2 separate regions of the Zea mays genome follow, and region 1 is linked to region 2. Evidence: chromatin contacts called from public Hi-C data. All regions are on one chromosome and are shown on one strand. Each heading gives the region's core, a stretch centred on a gene start, on an enhancer-like site or on the middle of the called end of the contact. The rest is flanking DNA. Distances are from core to core; before and after follow the strand shown. Region 1 holds the start of LOC100382072. Region 2 holds the start of LOC100382019 (Phospholipase A1-IIgamma).

What was found. Hi-C and Micro-C count contacts between places; a contact is called where the count stands out from the background.
Region 1: a contact with region 2 is called in a Hi-C map of leaf, with 7 times the contacts expected there. The contact joins the promoter of LOC100382072 here to the promoter of LOC100382019 in region 2. A contact is called at or near these places in 3 of 25 Hi-C or Micro-C datasets (ear, endosperm and leaf).

What each region holds. Positions count from the first base shown.
Region 1 is chr8:137,419,163-137,422,515 of Zm-B73-REFERENCE-NAM-5.0, forward strand. LOC100382072 reads left to right here and starts at 1,876. Exons shown (of 1, transcript NM_001174835.1): 1 at 1,876-2,842. The coding sequence starts at 2,068. The coding sequence ends at 2,448.
Region 2 is chr8:137,181,193-137,184,651 of Zm-B73-REFERENCE-NAM-5.0, forward strand. LOC100382019 (Phospholipase A1-IIgamma) reads left to right here and starts at 1,751. Exons shown (of 1, transcript NM_001174785.1): 1 at 1,751-3,028. The coding sequence starts at 1,797. The coding sequence ends at 2,981.

The DNA.
Region 1 (3,353 bases), core at 626-3,125, 240 kb after region 2:
CAAAACCGGTATGGCCAAAGGTTAGTTTTTTTAGAATAAGGTCAAAGTTATAGCATTATATTATGTCTGAGTTTAATTTGATAACAAAGGATATGTGTGGAGGTTAATTAAATTAAATACCGCAGTAGCTAGCTCGTCCATTCACTTTTCTTAGATGGTTGGTAATGGTAATTCCATCCATTTCTTGGAGAGTCAAATAAAAGGAAGAATAAACAACTAGAGCGAAACCCTTACGTGGCTTATTAGTGAGCTTCCTTTGACAAGTCTTGTGGAATCCCCAGTTTAAGAATATGTAGAAGCTTGTAATATTTTCCTTTAGGTCCCGTTTGTTTCTTTTCATTTTGAGGAATTGGAATCTTACTAATGGAATAGACTATTTTTTTTAGAATGTGATATTCCACCACTTTCCAAAATTATCATATAAGCCTATCTCAAATTCATGGGGTGAAGGATGAAAATTGATTTTATAGATGTATATACTATTTTTTCCGATGTACAACTTATAGCACATCCTTCTACTTGCTTCACTATAACATAAATGTAGTATATAACTATCTCTCTCGTATGATTTAGGATGATATACAAATATATTATATATATAAATATATGAACTTAATTAGTTTTGTCTAAATTATAATTATTAAAATTCAACGAAACAAACGGGCCTACTGTAATTGCCTGTTCTTCGGCAGTCGGCACCACGCGAAAAAAAGATGGTCGTTGAGACTTGACACAGAAGTGGGCAGGGGAGAGTTTGAGCCCAATTCAATTCATTCGTGTGGATCAGTGTGCATTCCTTGCCCACTTGGGTTCGGCGGTGTTGCTAGTGGAATGCTGGGCTAGGTTGCGTGGGCCTTAGGCTGCCCGGTTTCGAAGATTGAGCCCATGCCTTTTTTGCAGCTCAAGCATTTCCTTTTCACTTTGTCTGTATTATCACTGATCACACGTACATCTAACAGAATAATGGTACTCCTAAAAGGTTAGTGCACAATCCTCTCGAGAATGTTTAGAGCAATTTTTTTAAAAAAAATACTAGTATATAATAATAACTAGTTTTTGTTATTGTCATATAATATAATGGATGCTCTCTCTAGACATACACATATCGATGCAGTAATACTAGTGTTGATATACTAGTAGGACGGAGTGAGTAAGACACAAGGTTTACCAACTTTATTGCACCTACGTATGTCTTAGTTGTATCTTTTACTTAAAAGCGCACGATGGTGTCGGAATTGTACATGACCTGAACATATGTTTGGTTTAACTAGTAATTAGCCCTGTACAGGCTCTAAACCTAAGTAGGTAGCAGTATGGGTATCATGAATGAATGGGATGCACGGCGTTTGATGAGACTGAGACTGAGACGACCGGCCTAGATGGTCCATGGATGGGTGGAAATTAATATCAACGCGAAATAGTAATGCTGACCATGCTCCCCCAAACGTAAAGACTAGTCGTCCTCGTTGAACAGCCGTACGTATGTTATGTACTCCTATATATATATATATATATATATATATATATATATATATATATATATATATATATATATATATATATATATATATATATATATATATATATATATATATATATATATATATATATATATATATGTCCATAAAGCACGTGGCCCGTTAGTCCGGCACGAAGCACGTTATTTTAACACGACACGAGCACGTCACGGCACGGGTTGAAGCGGGCCCAGGCTCAGCCTAGCCCGGATAGCGTGCCGGGCCCGACAGACATTTGAGTCCGTTGGGCTGGCCCAAGCATGGCACGGTATCTGCGGGGCCTTTTAACCAGCCCGTTTATTTTAACCACAAGACGCAAGGCCACAAGTCCCTGATACTCCAACGGCCCAACCCCAGCCGCCAGCCCAACACCCACCGGCAAACCCTAACCCACTCTTCCTCCCTTAGTCCCTCTCGTTCCTGGCGGCTGGCTCTCTCTTCCCTGCGGCGGCGCATCTGGGCACGGAGCCGTTCCTGTACGACTATACGTGCATGCAGGAGCCATGCCGGGGAAGCGCTGGGGAGTCGTTCGACCCGTTCCTGTACGTGCATGCGGGAGCCATGCTGGGAAAGCGCTGGGGAGCCGTTCGGCCCGTTCCTGTACGTGTATGCGGCGGCGCGTCTACTAGCTTCAGGGAGCAGCTGCGCAAGGAGATCACGGCGGCTCCTGTCCAACCGCCTTATCGGGCCAGCGGAAGGACCTGGGAGTAGCTACGCAAGGAGACCACGACGACTCCTGTCCAACTGCCTCGTCGGGCCAGGGGAAGGACCTCCTGTCGCTACTGCTGGCCGGGACGGAGGAGGCCACCGACCGGCGGCTCACCACGAGGGAGCTGGTGGACGGGGCAAGACCTTCTTCTTCGGCGGGCACGAGACCACGACGTTGGCGCTGTCGTGGATGCTGCTCATGCTCGTCGCGCACCCGGACTGACAGGACGCGTTTGCGGGCTCGGGCGGGCACGAGCCACTAAATGGGCCGTGCTATTCGGGCCGGGCCGGCACGATCGGGCCTACACCGTGTCGTGCTCAGGAAGAGATTTGAGTCCATCGGACGTCACGACACGGTTAAGTGGACGGGCCTAACCGTGCCGGGCTCAAACGGGTCGGGCCGAGTCGGGCTTGGACTGGGCCGGGCCGGGCTGCCCGTTTGGACATCTATATGTACTCCCAAAAGTAGATTATGTATGTATACAATTAATATAACCGTGGGGTGTGGGGACCAGCTGCTGAGTGGCTTATGTATGTAAAGCTTTTAATTCCATTGGAAGCCGCTAAACGAGCTAAAACGCTTTAATCAACTTTTAGTCCATTTTGTTTAGAACTTTAGTCAGTTTGCTTTTGCCCCATGGATCTAAAAAGACCCATATATGGTGGGTGTTGGAGTGAGGTAAACAAGGCAGGCAGGCCACAAGGTAGCACGGCATGGCCTTGACGCCTAACAAAGAAAAAAAATCAACTTTGGAGACGTGTTTAAATTTTTAGCTAACTTTAGTTTTATACAATGTGTACAAGATTTATGACGCGCAGAAGCACATGCTACAAAGTTCTCCGGTGGAGCATCTCCAAAGATTAACAAAAAATTACTAAATTTACTGATTTAGCTACTATGTAAAATAGAATTTAGAATAAAAGAGTATAGACTCCAACAGACTCGGTACATTCAAAACTTTCTATGGCGAATAAAGCAAGCTAAAAAAATAGAGGGCGAAGGCCGAAGGTGTAGGATAAAGAGTCTAGTTCGGACGTTCCTTTTTTTCTAACAATAATCAAATTTGTTTTTTACAAAACGATCTGGCTAGTCTAGAAGGAAGCCAGAAACAATAGTGAAAATACAAT
Region 2 (3,459 bases), core at 501-3,000:
ACTTTTTCGTTGATTGCCCGCATAGTGGAAATGACATTTTGACTAGTCCAAAACTAAAATAGCATCTAATTGCCTATTTAACAAAAGTTATATAAGATATCTATCTAGATGTGTAACTAAGATTTTGCTAAGTGATTGCTGACTTTACCATCAAACAATTATGTAACCTAGCAAGATATGCTAGAAATGTAAAGCACACAACCAAAGTAATACAAAAGTTCAAATGCGATATAGAATGCAAACTCCCATCAACAACGATTTTCGTAGATGTATCGGGACACTCAAGTTTACCCAAAGTCCATGTTGGATCTCTCAAAGTGCCAAGCTCCCAATTTGGTAACCTCGTGGATAGCTCCCATGCATTCCCCATGTGTGCAAGTGGGTCACCATGATGGTCTCACAATTAATTCTACCATTGTTAAGTAATTAGACAAATTCATGATTAATTCTAGACTATATAGATCTTAAACTCAGGTAATAACATGTATAACATTAACATACTAGTTGAATCGAGCAATATCAATAGGAACAACAATATGATTGAATCTGCACGTATGATGAAATAATAGACTAGATCATGGAGTGGTTAACTAATGGTGGAATAGTTTACTATGGTTGGATAGCGTTGTTATTGAAGACGAGTAAAATAATTCAGTGACAGAGGGGATATGCAAGATGAGCCGTCATTCAAGTCAGGAACAGTCGCACGAAAAGCGATTCCCAAAAACCTTATTCATCATCCTCCACTGCAGGATCACAGAAACTAACGGTTCAAGAGATATGCTTTTCTGATCGCTAGTGGATGCAAATGTCCGGGATAGAGAGACGGTATACCAACATGAATGAGACAAAATTAACCTTTGTTCGAATAGAGATGCATTTCTAATATTGACCAGGTGTTTTGAAAATTTAAGTGTAAATGAGTTTTTGAAATTTTATTTGGTCATTGAGGATTTCTATAGGTCCCGTTTGTTTCCTTTCATTTTGAAGAATTGAAATCTTACTAATAAAATAAACTATTTTTTTAGAATGTAATATTCCACCACTTTCCAAAGTTATCATATAAGCCTATCTCAAATTCATGAGGTGAGAGATAGAAATTGATTCTATAGATTTACATGCTATTTTTCCGATGTACAACTTATAGCACACTCTTCTACTTGCTTCGCTATAACATAAATGTAGTATATAACTATCTCTGTCATATGATTTAGGATAATATACAAATATATTACATATATAAATATATGAACTTAATTAGTTTTGTCTAAATTATAATTATTAAAATGGAATTCAATTCCAACGAAACAAACGGGGCATAAGACGAATTCCATATATTGCGACGTACATCACTCCACGGTTCAAGCTGTGTGTAGCACATCGTGTATATGACCGTGTAATGCGGTGACAAGTGAACGTTAGTACGGTAGTTATGGGGGACAAGTGACATGTCGCCGCATCATGATTAGTAAGCGTTGCCAGGTCAAAGTAGCATTAAAATGATGCGTTCATTAGGAAGCTGTTCCAACTTCCAACTAGATCTGTGTTGAAACGAGTGGCATATATACAAAATCTTGAGAATTTTTTTTCAAGACATCTCATTCATCTGCCTCGTTAACTAGAAGCATGCGATCACAATGAAATGTTGTCGTCGGCACTCAGCTGGCTTGGACGACGTGACGTGCATGCATACTTAAGTAAGTGCTATAAAAAGGCCCAAAGCCGAAGCGAACTAGCGAAGAAACCACAACCGAAACCCACAACAAAAGCATCGCCAAGGTACGTAGAACGTAGCCATGGTGTCGTCCGGAACTGGAAGCATTGCCAAGAGGTGGCGCGAGCTCCAGGGCGAGAAGTCGTGGAAGGGCCTCCTGGAGCCGCTGGACATGGACCTCCGCAAGTCCATCATCTCCTACGGCGAGCTCGTGGCGGCCACCGGCGACGGCTTCAACAACGAGCCGCACTCGCCGCACGTTGGCCTCTGCAAGTACGGCCACGACGACCTGCTGACCAAGTCGGGAGTGGCCGCCGCCAGCCACTACAAGGTGACCAAGTTCGTGTACGCGTGGGAGGATTCGAAGCTCACTTGGATAGGGTACGTCGCGGTGGCCACGGACGGCGAGGGCGTGGCAGCTCTAGGGAGGCGCGACATCGTCGTGGCGTGGCGCGGGTCGATGACAGGCGCGGAATGGTGGAAGGACGTCGAGGTTCTGCCGACGTGTCCCTGGCCGGCGCTGGGCCTGGAGGACCACTCCGTCGGGCACGGGCACCCGTGCGCCCGCGTGCACAGTGGCTTCCTGTCCTTGTACACGGAGCCACCCAAGCCGCCCAAAGACACCAACTCCGACATGGCGTTCTTTGTCAACGGCAGCGCCAGAGACCAGGTTCTGGCGGAGGTGAGGAGGCTGATGGAGCTCCACAGGGACGAAGACACCAGCATCACCGTCGTCGGCCACAGCCTCGGATCGGCGCTGGCCATCCTGAACGCCATCGACCTCGTCGGCAACGGCGTGAACTCCTCCGGCCTCCTCGGCGGGCGGCCTCCGTGCCCGGTGACGGCCATCGTGTTCGCGTGCCCACACGTCGGGAACGACAGTTTCAGAGACGCCTTCACCTCGTTCAAGTACCTCAAGGTCCTCCACGTCAAGAACCAGCAAGATTGGGTGCCGTTTCTCATGGGCTGGCTACATGACCTGGGCGTCACACTGCACATCGACACGGCCCTGTCGCACTACCTCAAGAAGCCCAACCTTGTCACGGCCCACAGCCTTGAGAGCTACATGCACGCCGTCGCCGGCGAGGTGGGAAGCGACGGCAAGTTCAGGCTGCTGGTGGACCGCGACGTGGCGCTGGTGAACAAGAGCGCCGACGCGCTCAAGGACGAGTACCATGTGCCGGCGAGCTGGTGGGTGCCGCACAACAAGAACATGGTCAAGAACGATCAAGGCAAGTGGGAGCTCAAGGATTTTGAGCAATTCTGACCTGAACTATAAGGCGTTTTAATAATAATAATAATAATAATAATAATAATAATAATAATAATAATAATAATAATAATAATAATAATAATAATAATAATCTCTCTATTTTAAATTATAAGGCGTTTTGATTTTTCAAAATATATCGTTTTTATTATACACATAGACATACTATATATAATAAAAACTATGTATTTAGAAAAATCAAAATATCTTGTAATTAATTAGAAAGACCGACGAGAGTATATATATGTTTGTGTTGTTTCCTCTTCAATAATGCCACGCGAGGCACTACAAAACGATGGAGTGTATGCCATATTGTACCCTGTTTGCATTTTCGAATATAAATAAACAGCTAGATATATATTTTATATATTTCCTCAACTTGTTTTTCCTCGATCCTTTATTTGGGTCATTTTCTTTATCCGGCATTATTTTGAATTGGTGAATTCTTCCACAATCAGAAGACACAACCGAAGGA